Regions from separate parts of the Hordeum vulgare genome. Here region 1 is linked to region 2. Evidence: chromatin contacts called from public Hi-C data. All regions are on one chromosome and are shown on one strand. The core of a region is the stretch at or near the end of the contact, and the rest is flanking DNA. Distances in the headings are between cores, read along the strand shown.

Evidence for each region. Hi-C and Micro-C count contacts between places; a contact is called where the count stands out from the background.
Region 1: a Hi-C map of leaf shows a contact between it and region 2, with 4 times the contacts expected there. The contact joins the promoter of LOC123451872 here to the promoter of LOC123395829 in region 2. A contact is called at or near these places in 2 of 6 Hi-C or Micro-C datasets (leaf and seedling).

What each region holds. Positions count from the first base shown.
Region 1 is chr5H:311,863,327-311,868,511 of MorexV3_pseudomolecules_assembly, reverse strand. It overlaps LOC123451872 (protein sym-1), which reads right to left and starts at 2,000. Exons shown (of 8, transcript XM_045128419.1): 1 at 1,694-2,000; 2 at 1,502-1,589; 3 at 768-862; 4 at 605-677; 5 at 408-500; 6 at 234-320; 7 at 1-87. The coding sequence starts at 1,938. The coding sequence ends at 7. It overlaps LOC123451873, which reads left to right and starts at 2,158. Exons shown (of 4, transcript XM_045128420.1): 1 at 2,158-2,341; 2 at 3,648-3,770; 3 at 4,233-4,335; 4 at 4,465-4,931. The coding sequence starts at 2,247. The coding sequence ends at 4,716. It also overlaps the pseudogene LOC123396649.
Region 2 is chr5H:311,410,031-311,415,268 of MorexV3_pseudomolecules_assembly, reverse strand. LOC123395829 (histone-lysine N-methyltransferase, H3 lysine-9 specific SUVH1-like) reads right to left here and starts at 3,010. Exons shown (of 2, transcript XM_045090864.1): 1 at 810-3,010; 2 at 118-520. The coding sequence starts at 3,010. The coding sequence ends at 836.

The sequences.
Region 1 (5,185 bases), core at 751-3,250, 450 kb before region 2:
ATTTGACTACTCCGCAATAACCTTCTTATGAGCTTTATATGACAAAATCACGTTCCATGCAAGGGCTACAAAATTAGCGGCAAGAACCTGGAAAAAAAGGGCAGCAGTTAAGTGAGAGCAATACTCAGAGCATGCCAAAACTATATAAAGGGGCAGCAAATAGCTACGCTAATTCATTTTCCATATACTGAACATTGTAGTAAAGACTGTCGAAATGTGCAACTTTTTTGGACCTGGAGCTTCTGTGGGACAAAATAGAAATTCAAAAACTGGAACGGTATCCACAATTGCCAATTCGCGATCAATGAAGAGAACCACTCCTGTAAATGTTGTAAATGTTCTTCATCAGTAAAGGACGCATACGCACTGCCAGGGAAGGGTTTTGAGAGGGTTGATATCCTTTTCACCTGCTTAAGCTTTGGCACTACAAGTGATGGCTTTCCCTCCAAGGTTACGAGTAAGCTCATGAAGACACCAATGAAAACGGGAGAGAAGATGAACTGGCCAGGGAGACAGATTAAAAACAACATGTCAAACAGGAAAGCAATGAACATAAAAAACAAATCAAGAACGTAAAACAGGATATGACGGAAATGATGAAAACCTGGTCAAGTAACAGGCGAGAAATGACACCGGATGTCCCGCTGATTGTCACTAATTTACTCAAATACAAGTACCTGCATAAGGAGACCAATTATCAACCAAACAAGACCATACAGTAATTACTGATCACCATTATTTCTGTAGAATAGACAAGACAAGATTACCAGAAATGCAACGTTGGCCCCACCAGGACAAGCCCCAATAGCGTGAACACAAATGTTCTCTTCAGGTCTAGCTCTGGCACTTTATCAATTACAAGCTTGAACAAAAGAAAAAGTAGATAAAGGATTGTCAATTTACTCAATTACACGTCTGCTCATCCTAAATTTCACATCAAAACTAAGAAGGGATGGTGCTCGTGCATGATCAGAATTACACAAGCACGCATCACGCAGCACAAAGTTTGGGTTTTCTCTTTACTGCTAAACTACATCTGCACTTAACTACAAGTCTACAAGGTGAATGATTCACTGGCAGCAGACATATATGGCATGAAAGGCATGCATGTAGATAATTTACAATACAAGACATACGGCAAAATCGCGATACTGGTACATTCTCGAATGAATAATAGCTCCGGCTTGCATTACCAGACTACATTACTACTGCATACATACATATACTATTCCACCCTGGTTCAGCATGTTTAACAATCAGACTCTTTATTCTTGTGCAATATTACATTGACTGATCTAATTCCTGAAGAATTGTTGACGGTGATGTAATCAATAATCATTCACTAGTGCAAGAAGCCCCAAACAGAACTGAACAAGAGGTCACATCTTGAAACCATAGCTCGGCACTTAACCAACTAACCAGTACCGAACCCATGCTGTATTGCATAATACCACACTCTAACTCTCTAAGGCAGCAAACAATAGCGTTGGCATCGACGAACCTGGCAGATGAGGTCCCCGGCCAGGGTCAGCACAGCAGAAGTGACAGCCTTGGTCGCCACCGGATGCTTGTCAAGAGACAGAAGGTACCTGTCGCGGCCATTTCAACACACCCAGTCTCAGTATTCTACTGAAGCATCAGTACCCACACGGGAAAATTCCCAAGGAATGAAGAAGAGGTCCAACGGAATCACCATGCTACAAGTTGCAAGCCCTTCGCCCGGGCCGCCTCCACTCCTCCAGATGCTGCTGCGGGGGCGGAGCTGCAGCAGGAGGCTGCGTGGAGCGGCTGGAGCCGCGCGAGGCGGCCGCCGCCCTTCCGGGGCTCGACGGCGGCAGGGGCGGTGAACAGGGAGAGGAAGCGGCCCGGTGCAGCGGGCCTCGGGGAGACGATGGGGCGGGGGACGAGGAGGAGCGGGAGCGCGGACACCATCGCCATGGAAGAGAGGATGAGGAGGAGGAGCTTTGGGTTTTGGGAATCGTGCTAGGGTTCTAGAAAATTCCAGAGCCGGAGAGGGGCAGTGAAAGAATAAACTAAACGTGGGCTCATTTGGGCCCATCCGTCTTTCGCGTGAATGAAGTTCGGGCTGTTTCGTCCCCGGCCCGGCCCATTTAGGTGGTCTGCTTGATTGACCTAGCCACGAAGGCGAGAAGGAAACAATCCCGCCACCATCTCGCCGGCATTTCCTCCCACTTGCGGCTGCAGCGGCGGCGGCGGCCACCGCGCCCACCGGTCGTGGAGGCAAGATGTCGTACATGCGAGGCGACCTGCTGACGAAGACGCGGAAACTGGTGAAGGGGCTGGCCAAGCCCGCCCCTGCCTGGTTCAAGGCCATGGAGCAGTCAGTACTCTCTCGATCCCTAGCTCCGCCTCTCCACTTCCGCCATGTTTTTGCTCCGGCCGTTTGATGTTGGTTCGGTGAATTGCGTCGAAATGAGAGATCCAACCTTGGTGATCTACTCATCGCATTTGTCCTCCATATACGGTTGATTGTTAGTACTGTAGTTGGTAAAACTAGGTTTGGTATTCACCACAACATAATCTGTCGGTGGCTCGATATTCTGATTTACTCCCTTACAACCCATAGGAATGATACCATTTCCTTTATCATTTGATTTGTCATGGTTACTTAGATGAAAGAATGCAGAAATGTCCCAATCAATGTAGTCCCATTTCCTAGAGCGAACTTTGCTCTGTTTTGCTTTTCAACCAGACTAGCATGTTTTTCAGAGTTTATTTGCACCTTGTGTGGCAAACCCGCATACATTTTCTATGCAAGCTTCAAACTCCACACCAAAATGTTAAATCTGTGGAATCTTATTTCGGTTATGTTTGATCCAAATATCCTGCAGTTTTTATGTTGATCATTAGCTGTGAGTGGTTTGTGTGAAACACAACGAACTCTACCCTACCCTTTCACCTGGCACATTTGTGGACTGATCACACTATGCAGTGCCATAAGTGTTATTTTACATCATGCACCTTGTCTATAATTTGTTTATCATGGCGCTATTTATCGATGTGCTCCATTTAATAGTTAGGTGAACAGATTTTCTTGGCTTGATTGTTGTCTTCCTTCATGATCTTCATGAAATATCCTACCTGGGGAAGGCAGAAGATATTTGTGGCTGAAGGATTCCTACATTAAGTTTGTCTCATTGGGTCCAATTGCTGTTTGCTGTAAACTTGAATATTTGTGAACTGGAGATGCTTGTCTTAGAGGGTGCTTGGATACGTTTTAGTCCCATGACTAAAAGTAGTGGGACTAAAACTTGCTAGCCTCACCCATGCTTGGATCCAAATACTAAAGAGACTAAAATCAAGTTAATGAGCATTTATTATCCTCCAAACCCTCCAATCCAGAACTCGCCTGTGTTAAAGGAGAGGAGTTAAATGAGGAGAGAGAGGACTAATCCACATTTTAGTAGGGGTACCCCTGACTAAATTTTTTTAGTCTCAAGACTAGTTTTAGCCCCTCTTTAGTCAGGGTGCTTGGAACTTTAGCCTCTTAAAGAGACTATTTTTAGTCAGACTAGTTTTAGTCCCTTGGATCCAAGCACCCTCTTATTCTTCTATGTGCTAATTCTCTTTATATTATATTCAATGTTGCTTGCTTTTTCTTTGAAACGCTGTTGCTTTTTTATTAGGGCACCTCCAGTCACATTCCCTAGAACCGATGGTAAAATCGAGAAGATAGAATTGCCTGAGGATGTCTATGTCAAGAGGTTCTTCAGAAGGCATCCAGATTCACTCTACCATGATGCCGTAAAGTAATTTTCTTGTTATAACTATCGTTGCAATTATGACTGTAAAGTATACAAGTTTTATGTGGCTCCAGAATTGCGGATGTGAATGTGTTTGGCCTTTTCTCCATTTTGTTTACAATTCCTTTTGTGAGGTTAATGAGGAATCATTTCAAATGTTACATATTACCTCCGTTTGGAAATAAGTGGTGTGATTTTAGTTCAAATTTGAACTAAACCCACGCAAATTGGAGTAGTTATTTTGAAACTTGATGCTCACCTTATTTTTCCTTTGAACTGGTTAATACAACTACATAATGGATGCGTTAGTCGTCAAAAGCTTTTGTTTGAAGGAGCTACAATTCTACATGTACAGACTAACAACTCCCTTTTCTGACGTTGCCTTTCTGTTTCACTCCCAGATATTGTCTTTCCCCACTCTTTGTGTCATACTATACACAAAATTTAATAGCTAAGCAATTCTTTCAGGATAAGTGGGTTTGCTCCACCGCCAGCAAGAGTTTTTGCTTGGCGTGTCTTAGAGTTGAAAGAACAGGGAGTCGAAGAAGATGATGCAATGGCTGTAGCAGATGTAATTTTCCTCTTCTAAAATATATCATTTGTTTCTTTGATGGAGCAGTAATCCAATTATTGGTCCTGCTCTGTCCAAATCTCAAGGTATAGAGTTATAACTCCTTGCATGACTAACATCCTCCGGCAGATGGAGTATGGAGCAGAAAAGAAAGCAAAGAAGCTAGCATACAAGGAACTGAAACAAATTGCACGCAGAGAAGGAAAGCAACCACCTCCAAATCCATATCCAAGCGCTATCAAAGAAATACAGGCAGAGGAAAAGAAGTATGTTAGGGACCGTTTCCATAACCCAAAGGTACTCGAGATCGTGAATAAGATGAAAGAGGACAGACAGATGTTTCTTCAAGATAGAGCAGCAGCATCAGGTGAAGGACAGTAACTGGTTGCGTGGACTCGCCAATTAGTTGCCGTTGCTTATGACATCAACCAACTGATATTTTAAACTCGACTGTGTTTAGTTTTTCTTATAAAAATAAAGTTGTGTGCACATTCAGAAGTTAGTTAAAGAACTAGCTGTAAGGGTTTGAAACATGTTTGGTGAGACAGAGCATTGTTTCTTTCTCATATATTTTTTACTATTTTTTTTCAAACTTACTGATTGCATCTCCCATATTGGTTTAACCTTAATGCTGTATGAAAGTTTCTCCGACATTGTGCAGCTTGATTGAAATAGGAATAGCATCTTGACCTGTAGTTTCCATCTGTCCCTATGATGAGCATTTTAGTAATCTGAGCACTCATTCAGTTGGTGCTCCCTCTTCAGTACTCTGCTGTGAGGTTGAAGGGGCCAATATAATCACGTACGCTGTTGAGATATGGCATTCTGAGGGACATGATGGAAACTGACC
Region 2 (5,238 bases), core at 1,761-4,260:
TCAAGTTTTTGTTATGAACCATGTGCAAATGCAAATGGTTCATGCATTTGCACATGACACGCTTTTGACATCTGCTGCATGATTTGCACATGCTTTTGGCGGAGCAAAAATCACAGATTTTTCAAAAATCTGATCAAACTTGGCATGCTTCTTCTAAATCAAGAATACCAACCCAAACAAGGTCCTTCCCTTTCTTGCGTTCACAGAAGCAGCAGTTCGCAGCTCAGAGAGTAAAAGAAGCAGCAGCGGCACAACAGTAAAGAACACATGATACTAGATGGTTCATGCTTTTGACATCTGCTGCATGATTTGCACATGACACGCCTGCATATGCAAGATCTACAACACATGATTTTGCATCACAGAAGCCACCAGGCAGACTCTTGGACTTGGCCACCACTGGCATACAAAACACAGAGGACGGCTGCCTACTCTGAATGCTCCCTTGTCCAAAATACAGAGACGCTGGCTACTCCGCCGGACCGCCCAGCCACGGTGTACCATAGAGCAGCATAACAACCTGAAAAAGGAGAACAATACCAGCATCAATTTGGCGGCCAAAGCGCATATAGGATTGCCAAAATCCTGAAGTAGTTTTGATTGAAGACAGATAGTTGCATTGTGTACTACAGTAGTAGTGTGTAGGATACGTTCTTCTCTAGCAAAGACATGAATAATAAATCCATGAACATCAAGAAAGGAGTGATGAAAATACTTATCATGTTACTAGAAAACATGTACTACTTGTAAACATGACTGGAAAACCTACAAGGAACAAAAGGAACAGAGACAATGACATTTTTTTGTACCTTGTTTATGCCCAGCATGTTTTGTCTCAGAAAGAACCTCGACAGTTTGCAGATCCACAGAAGCATGGCTTGAGGTTGCAAACCAGGGGAGATTTCCCCTTGATACCCGGAGGAGCGCCTCTTATGCCATAATCATATGTCAGTTCAGTCATGGGAGGGATATGTTTCATGGCGAAGAACATGATATGCGGATAACTATCATCGGCATGGTCATATTGCACAGCCTGCCAGAGCAGATTCGGGGAGCAGCTGTGCTTGATGAAACGAGCAACGTTGCCTGCATCTTTTGCACTTATGACGACAGGAAGTTTCTTAAACCTCTCGGCTGTGGCATCTGCACCTTTTTCCTCAAGCAACTCTGCACCCAGATTCCATCTTAAAGCCTTGTCACTTGGACATGTTGCGCGAAAGGTGTACTCGTCTTCCTCGACATCCATGTTCATGTTGGGTTCGTCCATGACTTGACCGGCGTACTCGCACACGAATGCGCCGGCACGGATCGGGTCCCATGATCGGAGACCCCATCCACGGTCTCCAGTCCTGAAAACCTCAAAGTTCAGCTGAACACCTTTCTGTGAAACCCTGTTCCGACAATCCTTGGTACAATGGCAGTCACGAGAGCACTCATAAAGCATCGGGACATGCCTCGCAAGCACCCCGTCTAAGTCGTAGGGAATATCGCCGCCATTCTGCCGCGCGCACGAACAATTGGTGTCACCTGGCATGCACACACTAGTACACTCACAGTGGTGCAATGGCTTGTTCCTATTAAGAGGTCTCGAGTGCTTCACTCCGGTAACATACTCGAAGTGGCCCGGCCCCCTTTGGCCGTCGACTTCATTGACAAGGCACACAGGCAGATTTTCAGCCCCTGATGATAGATCCAGCACTATGGCCTTTTCTCTCGTGGCACGGTTCGCCTTCCACTTGTTTGTCATCTTCCAAACTGAAATCCCGTCAGGCTGCCCCGGCTCCCTCCTCAGCCTGTGCTTGAACACACTGAACCCGTTCTTGGCTCTGTCCATCCAGGAGTCCTCGATGCGATACACTCCATCGTAGATGTACACCTTGCCTCCTGAGATGGAGAAAGGGTCCCGTGCACTGCGCACCACCCTGATCTGGTTCTTCTTGCTGGCGCTGTTGCTGAGAGCAAGGTTTCCTTTCTCCAGCTTCTGGTCGTGCTTCTCCTTGCGCCGGCTGTTACCTCCTTGGCCCGTGTACACCAGGGTGTCAGTCTCATCTTCAACGTTCTCGTATCCGCCTGACGAGATGATGCTCACGGCCAGGCTCTCGTCCCTCCCGGCAAACTTAGCTGACAGGTAGTCGATGCCGGCCATCGATGGTGCATGCAGTCCCACGATGCACATCTCAATCCTGTAGAAAAAGATTTCTCCGATTTCGACACCCGGGACGGGCCCTATCGTCTTGAGTTGATTGATCCTCAGGTTGTTATGGTTCATGAGAACACTGGCCTTGAGGTCTGCGCGCCTGCCCAAGCCCTCCTTCTCATCCAGCTGCAGCATCCGGCGCCGGAGCGAGTCGAACATGGCCATGGCCGCTTCCACCGCCTCCCTTGGGTTGTCCGATGTGGAGGGCCAGCCGGCGAGCCCCTTGCTCAGGCTCCTCCTGATCGGTCTATGCTTGATGTTGGCTGCAGTGGAGTCCCCTTTTGTCTTGTGGGTAGCTGCAGTGGAGTCTCCAGCCTGCCGAGCCTTCTTGGTTGTCCTCTTGGGTGAAGATGAAGATGGCTTCCTCTTCTCGGAAGCAGGAGTGTAATCTTCATCCGAGGTTTCCTCCTTGGGCCGCCGCGCGGGAAATGCTGCCGAGATTGGCGTAGCCTTGAGAGGAACTGCAGACCCTGGCCCAGCAAATGAAGCTGGACCTGGCCCAGGGCGTTGTTGTTGTGGTGGTTGTGGTGAGGAGCAGAACCCTGGTGGCGGCCCATCAAATGAAGCTGGAGCTGGCCCAGGGTGTTGTTGTTGTGGTGAGGAGCAGAACCCTGGTGGCGGCCCATCAAATGAAGCTGGAGCCGGCCCAGGGTGTTGTTGTATTGGTGTGATGTAGACGAATGGTGGGTCGGATGATCCAGTGGTCACCACATCATACCCTGGAGGGGTAGGGAACATCGGCGCCAGTGAGTGCAATGGCTTCAGGTCCAGGGGCTGCTCCTCGGTTTCTGCTTCATCGATCAAGCTCCCCATGGTGAACTCCTGGCAGTAAGCAATAAACATGTAAATTCAGAAAACAGTATCATCTTATGAACTGAGAAAACAGGACAAAACTGTATCTTGTGAAGTGAAATGCAGCAACACGGAGACAGAAAACTTGCATATTTTGATCACTACGTTTGTTGGCTGGGTGTAATTAATATGAATGTTTATGCGATGGTGGCAGTGTAAAAATGGCATGTTGACTGACGAGAAGGATTTGCTTGATATCTTTTTTACAATTGTTATTAAAACAAGCGTGACACCGATTGAACAATTGTCCACTGTAATCTTTTCTTTTGAAGAAAAGATAGATAGAGAGAGAATAAATCTGTAAATTCAAGCAATGATAGAGTATGAAGTTTTGAACTGAAAGAACGGGATCCTGTCAAACGCAGCAAGCAGGAACAGAGCAATCTTCTTTTCTATATCGAAACAAAAGAAAGAGAGGAAAACACACTCTTTGTCGAAGTATCCATACCATGTGAATGTAGTACAGATTGTGGTTGTTTTAAGTATTAGACCGGCAGAAAACACATCTATTTCGGCATGCTACGTTGTACGTACGTTCCATCTTCCTTTCCTCCTCGCATATTATGAACCAAAAAGGCCGGCATCGACAGAAAGTAGAAACAAAGTTAAATAAGAGGAACGTTGCTGAACCCAGGAAAGAGTGGCCATTTCTCCACAGGTATGATCATCTAAAACCAAAAGCTGCTAGTACTACCCAAGAACGCCAGAAAAGGAAATCACAACAGAGATTTGCCGGGAGATAGAGACTGACCTTGAGGACGTCGTCGAAGCAGAAGCTCTTCCTCTCTCCACCGAAGCGCTCGCTGGTCTCACTTCTTTGGAGGCCACAGTCTCGTGGTGCGGTGGGGTAAAAAAGGGCACGCCACTTACCTGTGCTACCGCTTGGGGCCCCCCTCCCCTCGGAGAAGCCGTTTCCGTTCTCAGGGCCTACACGTGTGTACTGCCAGGCGGTCGTGTCACCGGTCACGCGTTGGCAAGGCTTGCCTCTTGGGCTTCTGCGCTTTCACTGTCCACCGTTGGACCGGTCTCGAGATCCGTGCTGCTTGAACCAGCTGGAGACGGTTCGACAATGCTCACCGGTGGCAGGTTTATTAACTCCGGTATCGGCCCCTCAATGTCACTTCACTTCACTTCAGCCTGGCAAAAATGTTATTCACTTCAGCGAAAGATCGAAAGTGTGAAATACACAAACTTACACGCTTTAGAACAAGTATAATAGTATAGTCACCTGCTGGCTATAAGTCATTAACATGTCATCTATAGTCCGTCTTATAGCCAACAAGTATAATAGTTTATTATAAAAGTGTATTACTTCTTTATTATATGATCCACCTTTCATACTCACAAAATGACTAAGAGCACGTGCTAGAGCTGGCCCTTAGCTAAGAGCCCGCTTACCTTCTCTCTCCTCTTTTCTTTCTTCTAACTAAACAAAAATATATTAGCTTATTCCTTATAGCCAGCTGACTCAGCTCTATTGTACTTGCTCTTAGAATACTACTCATAATAGGAAGTAACATAAGTAGTACTTCCTCCGTTCCTAAATATAAGTTTTTTTAAAGATTTTTATTAAAAAACTATATACAGATGCTGTTAGATATATTTTAGAGTATAGATTTACTCATTTTACTTTGTATGTAATCTTCTAGTAAAATATTTTAAAAAACTTATATTTAAAAATGAAGGGAGTAATATGCATATGTTATTAGTCTAAGTTATTATTTTTATAATGAAAACTAACATAAAGGTAGTAACATTAAACCTTTTATTTATTAATTTATAGACTCATCTTATCTTGGTATATGTTATGTTACGTATAAGTACCTACTTAAGTTAATTAATTTTTCTTTCTTCTTACTAATTAGTTGTGACGTCATATTTTCTGCTTAAGTGACATATATAATACTATGATGTTATTCCTATTGTGGATAATGTTAGCATTGTTCCTCCACAAATTTGGAAAATACGATCAAGATTATTACCAATCTAAAATGTCTTATATTAATATACATGCCCAATATGTAAGAAACATCTTATAGTATTTTTTATCTACAAAGGGAGTACAAATTTAACACAAAAAATTCCATGTCCATTCAAATGGTGTCGTTGCTCGTTCTAACCAGTCATTGCACCTTTGCTAATACCGAGATTTTTTGGACACATAACAGACGAAGAGCTCATATACACGC